Linked DNA regions of Mus musculus: region 1 is linked to region 2. Evidence: chromatin contacts called from public promoter capture Hi-C data. All regions are on one chromosome and are shown on one strand. The core of a region is the stretch at or near the end of the contact, and the rest is flanking DNA. Distances in the headings are between cores, read along the strand shown. Region 1 holds the start of Habp2 (hyaluronic acid binding protein 2). Region 2 has its middle 5.3 kb from the start of Gm31418.

Evidence for each region. Promoter capture Hi-C pulls out the DNA fragments that hold promoters and counts their contacts.
Region 1: a promoter capture Hi-C map of liver shows a contact between it and region 2, with 3 times the contacts expected there. The contact joins the promoter of Habp2 here to the enhancer-like site in region 2. A contact is called at or near these places in 3 of 39 promoter capture datasets (hippocampal neurons and liver) and 2 of 9 other capture datasets (adipose tissue and macrophages).

Annotation. Positions count from the first base shown.
Region 1 is chr19:56,286,212-56,289,985 of GRCm38.p6, forward strand. Habp2 (hyaluronic acid binding protein 2) reads left to right here and starts at 1,701. Exons shown (of 13, transcript NM_001329935.1): 1 at 1,701-1,841. The coding sequence starts at 1,785. It overlaps Gm32257 (a long non-coding RNA gene), which reads right to left and starts at 2,459. Exons shown (of 5, transcript XR_877947.3): 1 at 2,346-2,459.
Region 2 is chr19:55,120,219-55,123,608 of GRCm38.p6, forward strand. It overlaps a transcript of Gpam not described here. Among named protein-coding and RNA genes, the nearest start is that of Gm31418, 5.3 kb to the right of the region's middle. Within about 2 kb of position 1,798, at least 66 of the 459 cell types and tissues checked have an H3K27ac peak or open chromatin away from gene starts, as enhancers often do. A contact at or near this core is called in liver, where this site is marked.

The DNA.
Region 1 (3,774 bases), core at 451-2,950, 1.2 Mb after region 2:
TCAGAACACCCTAGTGAGCCACTGAACTCCCACCATCACCTCCCTGTCTCCTTAAAGCTTCTGCCTGTGTGGTTTCTATTCCACTGACTGCTTCTCCATCTTTTATGCTTACCGCCAACTAAAGTTAGCTGATTTGCCTTTCCAATCTCAACCTGCTCCTTAAGAATGAAGCTCGAAGCCTGGGGGGTGGGGTTTGGTAGGTAAAGGGTCCTGAATTTGGATCCCTAGCACCCACAGCAAAGCTAGGCATGGCTGTCACACCTGTGACCTCAGCATGGGGAGATGGAGACAGGAAAGATCCCACACACTTGCTGGCCAGACTCTCTCTCTCTCTCTCTCTCTCTCTCTCTCTCACGCACACACACACACACACACACACACACACACACACACACTCTCTCTCTCTCTCTCTCTCTCTGCTTTTTCACAGTCAATTTGGTCTTCACACGGATCTGCTCCTACTTACTCCTGGGATGTTCATCTTGAGACAAATACCCAACTGTTCAACCGATTGTTCACCTACTTGTTCATGTCCCCCACCTAAATCTACTGAGTGTCCACCTATCTTAGGAGCTCACTCTTCATCTCCCTCAGCCTCATGAACATTCCATCAAAGGGGGCAGAGAGAGAAGAGATATTGATGGGATCGTAGATGTTCTCCTCATGACAGCTTTGTGAAGTTTGCATAGCAAAACCCATCTAGTGAGCGGCTTTGACTTCAGGTTCCTTCACAGGGCCTGTGGGGCTCACCACCATGGTCACTGGCTTCCAGAGGGAGGAGCAGCCTCTGGCTGAGCACCGTGAGTGCATGTGACCTGTGGGGTGGCTGACGTAAGCATCAAGCACGAGTCATTTGGCACCATTTCAAGCCTACATTGAAGAACCAGGTTGGAGGATTGCTGGAGCCTATACATAGATTATTGTGGACAGACAGGAGCGTGGGATCCGCTCTAGCTGAGATCGATTGAGTCCACAAGAATCTATCCTTCCCAGGTCATTTCTGCTTCTGTAGCCTGCCTGCAACCTGTGCTGCTAGGTAAGGAGCAGTGGGAACAATTGTCCCAAAGATGAGAACCACGGCTGTTTATCCTCCCCCTGGTCAAAGAAAGTCTCCAACTAAAGGGGGGGAAATAATTAAAAGTAAAAGCCTTATGTAATGAGATTTAAAAGAAAACTTTTGAAGCCAACAAGCTGCTGTGGGCAGCACTTCAAAGGGCCCAGGATCAATGTTTGTCAATAACAGTTTGGCATTCTTTAATTTATCGTTCATGAATATAAAGTGGGATGTTATTAGGAGCCCGTCCATGTCTTAGTTCTGCTTGAGATTTGGAGATCAGAAATCTAGCAGTAATCTCAGAGGTGGCAGAGGTTCTTGTCCGATCTGGAGTCCTTTATCCTGTGGTTAAGACGCCGCCCATACATCCAGACCTACAGCATTGAACATTCCCTAGCTCCTACCTGCACCCACAAGCCATGCGGCTCTTTATTTTGTCTGCTATCTTTGGAGACTTTTTTTTTTTTTTTTTTTTTTTTGCCTAAGACAAGGCACCCCTTGACTCTGCCCAACCCCCAAGTTGCCATTTGTTTAATCAAGATAGTTGGTTTGCAAAACATTAAACAGTATTTGATGCCTAGTTAATAATTTGCATCCTCTCCATTCGTTCCGGAATCCCTCGAGACTGACATTCCCCACCCCCCAGCCCCCACCCCAAAGGAATAGACAAGAAGAGAAACTGCAGAGGGAGAGAACAGAGAGGCCTTCAACTACACAGATATTTGTCAGGATGTTGGTGTTCCGTGTCCTGCTGCTAATCGCCCTGGTGGGGAAGTCAGTCATTGGGGTAAGTGGTCACCTCACGTTTCTTTGGTTGAGAGACTCTAAGGATTTTAGCAAAAATCAAACCATCTGGGTTAGAAGCAAGGGAAATCTTAAATTGGGAAAGGCTGGTGTTGCCAAGTTGTGTGTGTCCTGACCACAAGAGCTAAAACAGGCTGAATCACGGACTTCTGGGCAGTCAGTTTTACAATGACATGTGTGTGATATGAACTCTGTGGCAAAGCCTCCATGAATTCGTCCCCACAGAGGTGACTAAGGCACACAAGTACTCTGTATCGTGGATGAAATCTGGCATGCGCCTCGGAAATCCTCTGAGAAGTCCTGTCCCTAGGAGACTAGATTAGGGTCTCAGCCTTAGCTCACATGTCAGATTATCTATTATCTGGGGCTGACATAAGGACTCCTGAGCTTTGACCTCAGGGGGATACCCTGGTGGCTGAAATGAACCCAGCAGAGGGTTCACTTAGCTGCCTTCGATTTGTGGAGAAGCTCCATGGCTAATACTTACTCTTCTTTTTCCCATGACCACAGTAGATGAGACAGGGAAGATGAGCCAGGGCCCCAGGGAGCTTGTGGTGAGCCAGAAAGGGAAACGCTGTAGAGGGACTTTGGCCAGGGCTCTGAGACCTTTGGGTTGAATGAATAATAGAGATGCTGGCCTAGCTAAGCAAGGAACACACTGGCTATGGACCGAGGCTTGAGTGTTGAGCCTTGGAGCCAGAAACAGTGTTGATTTTGTCACAGCATAACTGAGGAATATATAGCCATAATAATACCGCCCCCCCCCCCCGCCCCAAGCCTCCAAGAAATCACCAACAACCAACTGCTCTTGTGGTAGAGGTCATGGCAACAAAAGGTTGCAGACATGGCGGCTTCCAGTAAACCGTAGCTCTTTCTGCTTTTGTTTTTCTTTGTGGTGCTGCTGGTGATCAAACCCAAGATCTTTATCTTGTGTGCTAGGCAAACTCTTTACTGGGAAGCCAATCCCCACCCCAGAGTCAGTTCTACTCCGAGAAAATGCCCAAACTGAGCGTAAGTCCCCTATGAAAATCAGAGCACAGTCCCTTTGACGAAGAGGCATGGAAGAGAGATGGGAGAGGGTGGGAGTCACTGTAAACTTCTTGCATCCAGTTAAGCACTTTTGAATTGGATTTCCCTTTCAGGGTGTTTCCTGAGGGAATGGAATTAAATTACAGCCTTGCTTATTAGCTTGTCCATAAGAGAATGGTTACACCTCGGCCTGAGTTAGCTCAGCTCAGCTGCCTTCCGTAGTCCCAGGTTCAGTTGCCCAAGCGATTTGCTTTAGAAAGGAATTTCTTTCCAAACTATGGGGTGGTGGCTGCAATCATAGATAGCTACCAAACCCGGTGATCTGATCTTATAATTTCTTGATGGGCACCTGGGCCTAAGAAAGAGCAGCTAACCCACAGGTGTACAAAAAGGCAGGGGAAATTATCAGAGGCCCAGAGAGAACTCCAGCGGAAAACAACCGAGCCTAAAGTTTGTAGGCAGGAAGGGATGACACAATGATTGATGTTCACAAAAGGATAATATCACCCCAGCCCCAACCCTCCCACACACCTTATTTTTTTTTGTAAGATCCAGGGAATTTTTATGATTATCAATGAAACTGTAAGTCAATAATGGATAAAAGGAAACATTTGAGGGCTAGCCTCTGGGCAATGAGCTTAGTCGAGTCCAAGGAGAGAACTCGCAGTCTTCGCCTGTTTTCTCACCCAGATGTGTGCCAAACAGGTGGTTGGGGCGTCTTTTCATGTTCCACAGGCTGGCGCACTACATCTAGGGCAAAGCAGCCAAGTTGGATGCTTGGGAGAGTTTCGGGTTTCATCGGGGACAAAGCCACATAGCCTGATGGGCTGAGTGACCTTTTCTGCATACATAGCTAAAAATAATAACCAGTTGTCTTTCAGAACTCA
Region 2 (3,390 bases), core at 548-3,047:
GACACTACTACTTAGCTTATTGGAATCTGCGTTGCCTGGTGTGTATTTCCTGTTTTTCCCTCAAGCACTGGTGAGCGGGGCTGGCAGTGCTCTGAAACACACTGCAAGTGATGACACAACCAAACGTCTCTGACATCCTAGGTACCCAGAGCAGATCTACCTCAACCTCAGCAGCCACCCCAGGCCAGGGTGCCAGCAGCTTTTACAGCCATCTCTAAGCAATACCTAGGAGGAAGCCGACAATCCAGGTTACCACAACTCCTTTTATCTTGAAATACCGATAAAAAATTAAGCAGTCCAATAACGCAGGGTACCAATGGCTTTTATTTCCACTGCTGCCTGAAACAGTAATTCCCTTTTAGAATTTCATGAGTTTGGCCCAGAAAGGAGATACTCGAGGCATTAAACATACAGGAGCCTGGGACACCAAGAAGGCAGTAGCTTCTATTTAAGGGTCTGACTGACACAGCCAGCTGAGTGTCATAGGAAGTGATAAAAACTGAATATATCCCTGTCCCTAGGCCAGTCTGGGAAATCAGGCGCTATGAAATGCATTCCCAAACGTATTAGCCTCAGTGTCGCGCAAGCAGTCTGTTGGACAAGACTTGTGAGATAACGTAGGGGTTTTTTTATTGTACCAGGCACTGTATTAACATAAACTATCAATGGGTAAACACCATCACCTGATAAAAAGAATGTTTTCCACCCCACTGAGCATGAAAGACAGACTCTTAAAAAGCACAAGTCCTAACGTTGTATATGCATAGCTGTATTTAAAACCCACTTGGGGGGGCGGGGAGGATGCAGCTGTCAGTATTTGCCACCTCATGCTGAATGTGGTGGTGTTGAGGTTTGGTCTGCTGCTATGTCTTGTAATGCAAAAACTCTATCCCAAGGTCTAGCTGCCTCCAGATGGTGAACTCTCTTGTATGCCAGCTTTTGTGGTGCAAACCTTGCTCTGTAATTTACAACTATTGGTTAAAATAAGATGCCTACGGTCTTTAGCTGGACCGAGAGAGGTGGGCAGGGCTTCTCATGTCAGGCTTGGGATCTGAGGCAAAGACCATGGGGAGAGAGGAGGAAGGAGGAGGAAGGTACCCTGGGGTTGGTGGATCATGAGCACACGAGTCTGTTGTAGGAACAGACCAGGTATAGCCTGGCAAGTGATATCTCGGAGATAATTGAAACAGACAAAAGAAACAAGAAACAGACAAAATAACACAAAGGGTTGATCTCTGTTCAGCTCTAAAACTTATTATAAATACAAAGCTTCTTGTGTTTCTTGGTTACTAAATTATCTAAGGTGGGATAAAAACCCACAAATAATATTCACCACAGCATGATGGTGCACACATTCTAGTTCTGCCCCTGGGACGGCAGAGACAAGCAGATGCCTGGAGTTCACTCTCCAGCCAGTCTTGCCTAATTGGCTGGCCCTGGGTCCTAGTGAGAGACTATGTCTCAAAAGGTAGGCGGATACTGCCTGAGGTACAACACTTGACCTTAGCCTACACATTCACATCCTTACACATATACCTGGACACATGTGGTCACACACACACACACACACACACACACACACACACACACATACACCCCTTGCAAATTTATCCTTAGTTTACTGGGAAAGGCATTGCCTATGTAAATCTATGAGTGTTAGGAACCACTAGAGATTGCTGGAGAAATAGCTTAGAGGCTCAGCTAAGAAAGAAGACAAACTACGACAAGGGCAGAGAAGGGAGTGAAGGTCAAAGTAGAGACACGGTTGCCCCGTGACACACTGCACTGTTCCACTCTCCAATGTCACATGCAGTTCCTGTTAGTGACCTGTCCCCTCTTCTGGGATGTGAATTCCTTAAATGGAGTGGCTCTGCCTTGTTGCAGAGTCCTGGGACTAATTAGAGGTGGGTCAGGGATGTTGGCCTACTGACGGGGTGCTGAGGAAGCAAAGTGCTAAGGACCCAAAGTGATGCTTATCAGACCCACGACACATTCTCTGTTATCTAAGGGTGCCCGCTATGCTGCCTGGTGTGGGGAATTCCACCCATCCAGCAAGCTCACCCTAAGCATCAGTGTACAAGACAATAACATGTGATTCAGTAGGGACTAAGAGTGTGGCAAAGTGCTTGGGGATTTGTAAACAAAATCTCAGCATCTCTTACAAGTCCCATGGAGCTCCATCTGGGAGAGGGGAGGGGGAGCCAGCCTTCTGCTGCTGCCTGGTCCCCTGGCTTTCATTTTCCCAGGCCCTTGTTCTTCCAAGTTGCTACTTGGAATTGACTCAAAATACATAGCGTTACCAGCAATGTTCAAGTAGCCCATGACAACTACCCCTCCTCTGCAGAGAGGCTAGCGTAAGGGTTCACTGGGAAAGGGACGCCCTGGCCTAGGGTGGAGCAATCTATGTGATTGGTGGTGGTGGTAGTAGGGGTGCCATGTTTTTCTTTAGTTTGGTTTGGGTGTTTGTTTGCTGTTTTGGGGGTTGGGGAATGGTTGACTGCCTTGGTTTGTGGCAAGACACTTGAAGCCCAATACACAGCCACGCCCCCATTCTGGGTGGAGACAAAGCAAAGCTTTGAAGTGAGGTCAGTGTAGTGAGACAGCCAGAAGGGTAGGAAAGGCAAAAGCCAGGCCTGTGGCAGCATCTGCTGTCACTGGGGCCCCTGAGGAAGCACCCAGGAACAGGGACTGGGTGCTCTCATTATCACACCCAGCATGACACCCCAGAACCCCATTCCACATCTAAGTGCAATTGAAGAACTGGATGGCACTGAAGTGGGGTGGATCGGGTTCTGGGAACTGAATGTTGACAATGGACAACCCCCACCCCACCCCCTGCAATGTTACTGTCAAGTTCTCCAGAATGGAGAGAGAGAGGCAGGCGTGCGGTTGCCTTGGAGAATAATGGGCCATCTGAACTGCCTTTGGAAATCTCCTGGTGTAGAGTTCCTCTGCACAGCTTCTTTGTTCCTTTCTCAACATTTGATCCTCTGAGTGCCCATCCAATGAGGAGTTTAAAATCCAGAATACAAGTGCCGAGTGTTCTGGGCCTTGAATTCACAGTGCTGGTCCGTCCTGCCAGTAATTGTTTCCTTCGAGCATCTTTGGCTAAAACAACCAGGCCCCAGCGAGGTCTCTTTACCCCTTGTGCCCAGAAAGCAATGGTCAGGGCTTGACTAAGGCAGGAGTGAGGCCCCAGATAGGGAAAAGGAAATGAAGAGAGTTGATTGGCTGTCAGAGACTGGGTGGAGGCGTGGTGAGGGTCAGCGGTGCAGACCCCTACTGGAAAGGCGGGGAGGCTCCTTCTGCGTGGCTCAGGAGCCCGAGGCCTGCAGTCCTCCTTTCATCCCTAACCTTCCAACTGCCTTCCTGGCCACTGTTTTTGTCTGG